3 separate regions of the Sus scrofa genome follow, and regions 1 and 3 are each linked to region 2. The links are chromatin contacts, called in public promoter capture Hi-C maps. All regions are on one chromosome and are shown on one strand. Each heading gives the region's core, a stretch centred on a gene start, on an enhancer-like site or on the middle of the called end of the contact. The rest is flanking DNA. Distances are from core to core; before and after follow the strand shown.

Evidence for each region. Promoter capture Hi-C pulls out the DNA fragments that hold promoters and counts their contacts.
Region 1: a contact with region 2 is called in a promoter capture Hi-C map of liver, with 4 times the contacts expected there. The contact joins the promoter of SMPDL3B here to the promoter of FAM76A in region 2. A contact is called at or near these places in 1 of 5 promoter capture datasets (liver), 1 of 47 Hi-C or Micro-C datasets (epiblast stem cells) and 1 of 2 datasets of contacts at active chromatin or transcription factors (alveolar macrophages).
Region 3: a promoter capture Hi-C map of fetal liver shows a contact between it and region 2, with 2.1 times the contacts expected there. The contact joins the promoter of XKR8 here to the promoter of FAM76A in region 2. A contact is called at or near these places in 1 of 5 promoter capture datasets (fetal liver) and 1 of 2 datasets of contacts at active chromatin or transcription factors (alveolar macrophages).

Annotation. Positions count from the first base shown.
Region 1 is chr6:85,059,237-85,061,999 of Sscrofa11.1, forward strand. SMPDL3B (acid sphingomyelinase-like phosphodiesterase 3b) reads left to right here and starts at 1,403. Exons shown (of 9, transcript XM_003127737.5): 1 at 1,403-1,626. The coding sequence starts at 1,518.
Region 2 is chr6:84,878,805-84,881,504 of Sscrofa11.1, forward strand. FAM76A (family with sequence similarity 76 member A) reads left to right here and starts at 1,290. Exons shown (of 5, transcript NM_001243460.1): 1 at 1,290-1,431. The coding sequence starts at 1,351.
Region 3 is chr6:85,083,178-85,086,105 of Sscrofa11.1, forward strand. XKR8 (XK-related protein 8) reads left to right here and starts at 1,464. Exons shown (of 3, transcript XM_003127736.4): 1 at 1,464-2,213. The coding sequence starts at 1,633. SMPDL3B (acid sphingomyelinase-like phosphodiesterase 3b) reads left to right here. Exons shown (of 9, transcript XM_003127737.5): 8 at 682-778; 9 at 781-1,306. The coding sequence ends at 1,049.

The sequences.
Region 1 (2,763 bases), core at 153-2,652, 180 kb after region 2:
TATCTGAGTGAGAGCTCTCCATTCAAGGCTTTCTGACTACATTTTTTTTCTATTGAAGTCTATTTGATTACTAACACTGTGTGAGGTGTTCCCATTGTAGCTCAGTGGTAATGAACACAACTAGTATCCATGAGGATGCAGGTTTGATTCCTGGCTTCGCTCAGTGTGTCAGGGATATGGCGTTGCTGTGAGAAGCAGTGTAGGTTGAAGATGCGGTTTGAATCCTGCATTGCTGTGGCTGTAGTGTAGGCAGGTAACTGCACCTTCAATTGGACCCCTAACCTGAGAACTTACATATGCAGCAGGTGCAGCCCTAAAAAGCAAAAAAAAAAAAAAAAAAAAAAAAGTTCTGCTGTACAGCAAAGTGATTCCATCACACACACACACACACGCATATATACATATGCATTCTTTTAATAAAAGAGTCCTTATTTTTTGAGATATATACTAAAGTGTTTATGGGCAAAACGACATGCTCCCTGGAATTTTCTTTAAATAATTCAATGGGATTGGGTTAGAGTGCAGATAAAGTAAGACTGGCTACGAGTTCATAACTAGGGTTGCTGGAGGATGGGTACTGGGGGTTCCTTACACAATTTTCTCTACTTCTGAATATGTTTATCAATTTTGAATATAAAAGAAGAGGGGTTCCCATTGTGGCTCAGTGTTAACAAACCCGATTAGTTTCCACGAAGTTGGTCTCACTTAGTGGGTTAAGGATCCGACGTTGACTTGAGCTATGGTGTGGGTTGCAGATGTGACTCAGATCCTGAGTTGCTGTGGCTGCAGTGTAGGCCAGAGGCTATAGCTCTGATTTGACCCCTAGCCTGGGAACTTTCCTATGACCCAGGGGCCGCCCTTAAAATAAAAAAGTAAAAAATAAAAAAAGAGATGAAGCCTGTGTCACCTCCTCCCAGTCACCTCCTGTCACTTTCCCCAGAAGGTTAGATCTCTCATCTGGGCTTGTCAAGCCACCTAACACGCTGAACTGCAGTCCAGTGGTTTACTGCCCTCTGGAGGGCAGGGCCTGCCCTGGGCCCCCGCCATTTCCCTGGGACCTGGTTCCTGGCATAAATGAGCAGATGACTCAAGTCTTGTTTCCTCTGTGGTCAAGCATGTCTATCTCCAACTAGCAGCTAAGTTCCTGTGATGGCAAAGGCCAGACATTTAATACTGGTCTGTTTGTTCTGTGGGCATGATACAACACGGAAACTCTGAAGTAGGTATTTGCCTGTCAGCGAGCGACTGGAGTCGGGTGCGTTTCCCAGAAAATCCAGTTGCTGACTGGACTGACATGCTCTGAAGAACTGGCAGGACGGGTGCTGCTTCCAACTTCAGAGTCCAAAGGCCTGGCAGGTGCAGCTCTTTGGGCAAACCCCGCTCACACCCCGCTGGGCAAAGGATGAAAAGTCAGAGGAGCCAGACGCCTCCCGTGATTTGGTACACCCAGTGGCAGGACAGAAAGTTCTGCTCTGGCTCGTGGCCACCAACACCTATTTAGGAAGCCCGTGGCTCGAATGACAGCTCCAGGAGGACCCCACGTTTCCGTGAGGCAAGCCCCAAGAATGAGGCTGCCTGTGCTGCTGATTTTCCTGGCCCACTGGGGAGTCACCAGAGCTGGACAAGGTAGGCACTGCGAATGCCTGTGATCTCTCTGTTTTGTACTCTGAACTTAGGGTTGAGGGCTGCTAGAAACTGCCCACGGAAAGCTAAAAGACTGCTTAAAATAGCAAGGCAGGGAGCTGGGCAGGGAGGCTGGGTGAGAGAGTTAGCGAGTGGTGGGGGTGCTGTTTGAGCCTGAAGATTTTTTTTTTTATTAAAGCAGACTTGAGGAGTTCCCATAGCGGCTCAGCAGTAACAAACCCGACTAGTATCCATGACGTTGCAGTTTCCTTAACTCAGTGCAGTGGCATTATCATGAGCTGTGGTGTAGGCCAGCAGCTGCCACTCCGAGTCGACCCCTAGCCTGGGAACTTCCATGTGCCACAGGAGCAGCCCCAAAAAGAAAAAAGAAAAAAGAAAGTATATTTGATTTACAATATTGTGTGCCAATTTCTGCTGTAGAGCGAAGTGACCCAGTTATACATATATACTTTTCTTATAGAGCCTGAAGATTTTAAGTGGGGGTGACAGCTGGCCCCAAGAGGGACAGTGACATTGTTAAGAGGTGTGGGTACATAAAAGCCAGACAGCTGATAGAGGTAGAGGGTGGCAGGCAGATTCATGAATCATTCAACACATATTGGTTGGGGGCCTTCATGGATCATGGGCTATTCTAGGAACCAGGGATGTGGCAGAAATGAGAAGAAACAAAGTCTCAGTCTTGGTGAAGCATTTCTCCACTGGGGGAGAAACAGACCAAAAGACATGCCAACAAGAAAATACATATTCCAGGGAGTTCCAATCGTGGCTCAGCGGAAACGAATCTGACTAGCATCCATAAGGATGCAGATTCGATCCCTGGCCTGTGCTCAGTGGGTTAAGGATCCCACGTTGCTGTGGCTGTGGTGTAGGCCGGCAGCTGAAGCTCCGATTAGACCCCTAGCCTGGGAACCTCCATATGCCACGGGTGTGGCCCTAAAAAGAAAAAAAAAAAAAAAAAAAAAAAAAGAAAAAAAGAAAAGAAAAGAAAATACGTATTCCAGGAAATAACAAGTGTTATGGAGAATAATAAAGCAGACTCAGGGCCTCGCCAGGCTGACTGGAGGTTTAGGACTGACTGAAAAAATCTTCACTCACCCCCTGACTCCTTCACTTTTAAAT
Region 2 (2,700 bases), core at 40-2,539:
TCAGCACTGCAGGAAGCTTTGCCAAAGCCTCAAGAACCAAAAGTATGGGAGTTCCTCTTGTGGTTCAGTGGTAAGGAAACCCACTAGTATCCATGAGGTTGCAGCTTCCATCCCTGGCCTTGCCCAGTGGGTTAAAGGATCCCATGTTGCCTCGAGCTGCGGTGTCGTTCCCAAACGCAGCTCAGATCTGGCATTACTGTGGTCGCGCGACTCGGATTCTTGACCCCTAGCCTGGGAACTTCAATAGGCCCTGGGTGTGGCCATAATAGGACAAAAACAAACAAGCAACAAAACAAACAAAAAACCACAAGTTTGCAATTCCTTGGACTACCCCTAGATGCCCCAGGCAGGGAGCAGTTAGGACACGTAGCTAGGATAGGAGGGCGTAGCTCGCCTTCCGGCCGGGCCTAACCAGGAAATGCCTGGCAGTTCAAGAAAGAAGCTGAGGGTGCGTCTGGATTAGACACAGTAGGAAGCAGGCCTCAGACCAGTTGCATCCCACTCTGACGGGGCCTCTGGGGCGCGAGGGCTCTCAGAGGTGGAAGGCTTCTCCTTAGTATCCGTCTTCTCCCTCCTAGAGGAGCTGTCATCACTCTAGCAGCCAGAAGGCCCTGTGTAGAAACAACACAGGGGTGCTCTCTCTGGGGCCACTCTATTTCTCTCTGCAGGTCAGCGACCCTAGAGTTTTCCGTTTTTAGGGGTCTCAGAGGGCACTCCTCTAAGTTGCCTCTCAGGGTTCCCTCCTGGCCCTCCAGTGGGAGGGCCGTGAGGGCCCCTCCTGCCCGGATGATGGAGGCTTCTTCTCACAAGCTCATCTTCACGCACCGGGTGGCGACAGAGGTCTGGTTCAACCATGCAACACACTCCACCCAACCCGCTGCCAGGGGGCAACTCCATGGAAACTGAAACCTCACAACTCCGTGGAGGTATCGCGAGAAGCGCGGTTGCGCCAGCGGCCGGGGAGAGGAGGAGCGAAGGCGGGAACCGAGAGCGAAGTGGGAGGAGTCTTAGGCGCTTCCGAGGTTCCCGGCGGGAGACCGTCCCTCCCAGCGGCGCCCCCGCGTGACTGCGCTTTACATAATCGAGGCCGCGCGCGTCATAAGTGGCGTACTCGAGTCCAGACCGAATCAGAGTCGTAAGAAGCTCCGTGTCCCGCCCCTTCGTGCTTGATAGACGTCTAAATGAACCAGTGAACGGGCGTTCAGCGCCGCCGCGCCCGCCCTGGTCCGCCCGCACCCGAGGGCCCGCCCGCCTGCCGCAGCCCGCAGCCTGCCGCCAGGTTGTACCTCAGACTGTCAGATAAAGCGGCGGGCCGGGCCGGCGGGGCGGTGAGCACGGCCCGGGCCGGACATGGCGGCGCTCTACGCCTGCACCAAGTGCCACCAGCGCTTCCCCTTCGAGGCGCTGTCTCAGGGGCAGCAGCTGTGCAAGGTGCGCGGGCTGGGGCGGCGGCCGGGAACTGGGACGCTGGAGGCGCGGCCCGGAGCTCCCGGTTCTGCGGGGACGCCCGGCGGGGTCCCTCGGGCAGGGCGTGGCTGGCTCACAGAACTGAGAAACCGTACCCGCCCCATTGGGGGTCGGCGAGGCATGTAGGGGAGATCCAGGCCCTATCCGGGCCCCCGCGGCGGGCGTGTCCGGGCGCTTAGCAACCGCGAGGGATTGTTCTCTGACCCTCCGAGGTCGGGGGAGGGGACAGCGGGTCCCCCTCACGCCCCTGACAAGCCGCGCCCTAGGTCGCTCTTGGGCTGGCTTCCCCGCTGCCGGGGTCTGCCTGGTTTCAGGCTTAGGGACCCCGTGCCTCGCCTGGGACTGAACTCCAGAGTTGGGTGCTGCCTGGGAGGATCGTCTCGAACTCGGGCGTCTCACGGGCACCTCTCAGCCAGTTTCGGAGTGGGACATAGTGAGGCTTTATAATAAAGCCCCACTGTCAAGCTCACGAGGCAAAAGGATGATTTTTCAGCATCTAGTTAGTGACCTTCGGTCCTCGCCCTAACCAGCCGCTGATCAGTTTTTACCCCGAAGGTCCAAGTTCTCTTTTTTCGTTTTAAGTTGCTTCATCTTGTTTTGCCTATTTAAATGAGTAGAGGTGTTGTGAGGATACAGTAAAAGTCACTAAGCCAACTGGAGAGTGATGTTGAGATATCCCCAAATAATCCAGAGTTTGTGTCTCTGGTATGGATAACTCATAATTGTATGTCATTATTGCCTCAAATAGCCAGGACTTCTTCACTTTTTGTTTACTATTTATGAGAGAACTCAAAAACTCAAATGTTTGAGTGCCTTTTTTGGACATATATATATATATACATGTATATTTAATCATGTGTTTGTGTGTGTGTATATATACATACATATGTATGTTTTTTAGGGCAGTTTTATGTTTGTGAGCAATAATGAATTTAATTCAGCACTTTGATTTCAAAAGTGAACCTGCTGAAAAGAATCACACAGTGGCAGAGGGAGAACCGGACTAGAATCCAGGGCTTCTGATTCCTAGTCTGTGACTTATTCATACTTTTGTTTCACAATTTATGACTAGTTCCATATAAATTCTTACTTAACTCCCACATCAATGCAGGGTGGTGATGCCAGAATCACAGAAGAAAGAAATTAGTCCTAGAAAGTTTAAGTGACTAACTCAAGCACAGTGGATATGCTTGGAATAGTACCCAGGTCTCTGCCTCCTACTGAAGGCTGTTT
Region 3 (2,928 bases), core at 214-2,713, 200 kb after region 2:
GTTGATTTCCACTGATTTGAATTGCTTTTAATCCATTAATTCTGTAAATATTTATTGAGAATTTTCTGTGTACTTAGGAGCTTGCCTGATGAGAAAATGCACAGGCCATGGGGTAAAAAACCTGGATTCCAATCCTGCCTCAGCTCCTGAACCCCTGTGGAATGGGACCCTGACCAAATAAATTAACTTCTTTTTTTTGTTGTTTTTTAGGGCTGCACCCGCGGCATATGAAGGTTCCCAGGCTAGGGGTCCGATCGGAGCTGTAGCTGCCGCCTACACCACAGGATCCGAGCCACATCTGCAACCTACACCACAGCTCAAGGCAACGCCGGATCCTTAACCCAGGATCCTTAACCCACTGAGCGAGGCCAGGGATGGGACCCGCCTCCTCATGGATACTAGTCGGGTTTGTTAACTGCTGAGCCACCAGGGGAACTCCCGAAATTAACTTCTTTGGGACTTAGCTTTCTCATTTGTGAAACGAGGATAATAAGTACAGTTAGCTTACCAGTTTCAATCAGAGAATGTCTGCCAAGCATACCTCGGAAATAGTTAATGCTCAATAACTAATAGCACTTATGACTGGGGCTGTTTAGAATCTGGGGGGCGAATGCAAGGTAGAGGATTAGGGGCAGAAGCGGCCAGCTGCTCACGGCCTGTCTGCTTCGCGCCCTTCTGCAGGACATGGTGACCTACTTCTTGAACCTGAGCCAGGCGAACGAGCAGGGGACACCGCGCTGGGAGCCTGAGTACCGGTTGACGGAGGCCTACGGGGTGCCGACGCAGGGGCCGGTTCCATGCACGCGGCGCTGGGCCGCATAGCCAGCAACAAGGACGTGCTGCAGCGCTACTACGACTACAACTCGGTCAGCTACGAACCGCAGCCCTGCGATGAGGCCTGCCGCGTCGAGCACGTGTGCGCGCTGCGCGAGGTGGCCTTCGATGCGTACGCCGCCTGCCTGCGTGACCCCGGCGTCGCGCACGCGCCCTGCCTCGCGCTCCTGCTGGCGGCGCTGCTGGGCCTGCGCGCGCTGCTCCTGCGGTGGTGACCTGGGGCGCCGCAGGTCGGATGACAGGTCTCGCCTGAGGAAATGGGGGCAGCATCACTCTCGAGTGCTGGACTTTTCCACCCTTTCCCTCGCGTTCGCAGAATGAACTAGGACGGACAGCCGAACAGGAAATGATGCACCAAATGCACCACCAGAAGCACATTTCTTTCAAGTTCCATTTATCCAAAGCACAATGCCTGTCGTGCATATTAGTCTGTGCATTATTCCTTTTAATTAGTAAATCATGTTTAAAGCAACTCCCATGCGCAGTTATTGAACGTCCTGCCCTCCTCCCATTCGGATAATCGGAGTAAAATGAGCTGCCAGGAAGATGCGCCTGGTTGATCCAGTGCCCTCGGTCTCCCCTGGCACACGGTCTGGACTCCAGCCATAACTGGCGAAGTCCTGCAATCATGGGTCGGAACCGGCCTTTGAGCTTTGCTGCTTTGTTTTGAAACAATGCAGACGGGAGACATCGCAGTTCTAGTCCGGGCGTTAATCTCCAGGCCATTTTCGCCTCCAGGAGCCTCAAATATGAAACAAGGCGATTAGAAGCTGCTAAACTAAGGGCATTGCGCCTCGGATGCTCGGTCTTCCAGCCCAGCGGTCCTCGGGGCCCTCAGGGCTTAGCGGGGTTCGGGATCTCCAGGGAGGTTGCAGCGCCAGGGACCGGTGGGTCGGCTGTTGCAGCGACCGCGGGGTCTGCGAGCTTGGCTCCTCCCCGGACGCTGCGGGACGAGGAAGTCCCGCCCAGCGGCACGGGTCTGGGCGGCCCGGAGGGCTGTGCCCGCCTCTTTCCTGCCACTGCGGCCCGGGGCGGGGAGGGAGGGTCCAAGCTCAGAAGAGAAGGAGCGGGAGAAGCTGGCGGGTCATGCCCTGGTCGCTCCACGCCGTGCTCTTCAGGGACCTGGTCCTGGGCGTTTTGGGCACCCTCGCCTTCCTGATCGACCTGGGCGCCGACCTGTGGGCGGCGAGCCAGTATGTGCTTAGCGGTCGCTACCTGTGGGCCGCGCTAGTGCTGGCGCTCTTGGGCCTCGCCTCGGTCGCGCTGCAGTTCTTCAGCTGGGTCTGGCTGCGCACCGACCCCACCGGCCTGCACGCGTCGCAGCCCCCAGGCCAGCGCCTGGCGCTGTTGCACCTCCTGCAGCTGGGCTACCTGTACAGGTGAGTGGCCCGCCCTCGGGGAAAGGGGAGGAGGAACGGAGGTCGGCGTCACCTCCCGAAGCTGGGCTGGTAGTAAGGTGAGAGCCTTGACCTAGGGAAGGGGGCGGAAAGGAGAGGACTGGGACCAAGGAGAGGCAACTAAGCCCCTCTTAGTTTAGGGGGCCGCTTCTACCTACAGGTGAGCTCCTGGTCCCTGATGAAAGAGAACTTTGACTGACAGCCCTCGGCGCTCATCGGCCGTACTCTTCCTGGCACAGGTGAAGAAACTGAGGCCCTGAGAGGAAAGGGAGGCACATAACTTGGGAGTCAGGCCTCTTTGGGGTCTGGTCCTGGCTTTACTCCCTGTGGCCTCATTCCTGCCTTTCTCTGAGCCTCAATTTTCTCCTCTGTTAAAAGGAGGTAGTGATCTAGAGAGAGTGTGCCTGGCAGGCCTGGTGTGAAGGGAAGAAGGGAGAGTGCCCAGCACATGCCTGACTGGGGTGAACTCTGTTGGGATGGCAACAGACCCCCAAGTTCCTTTCAGCTGTGGGCAGGGCCTTGGGCAAGTCAAGTGATCCCTCCAGGTGTCCATTCACTCACTGCTCTAGGGATCCTAGTGTAGGGATTAAATGGAGGCCTGTACATTGTCCTGGTGCAGAGTGAGCAGGTGACAAGTGTCAGCTAGCTGGGTCACCTGGGGTTTCAGCAATTCTGACCCCCCAGAGCAGTGCTTGTT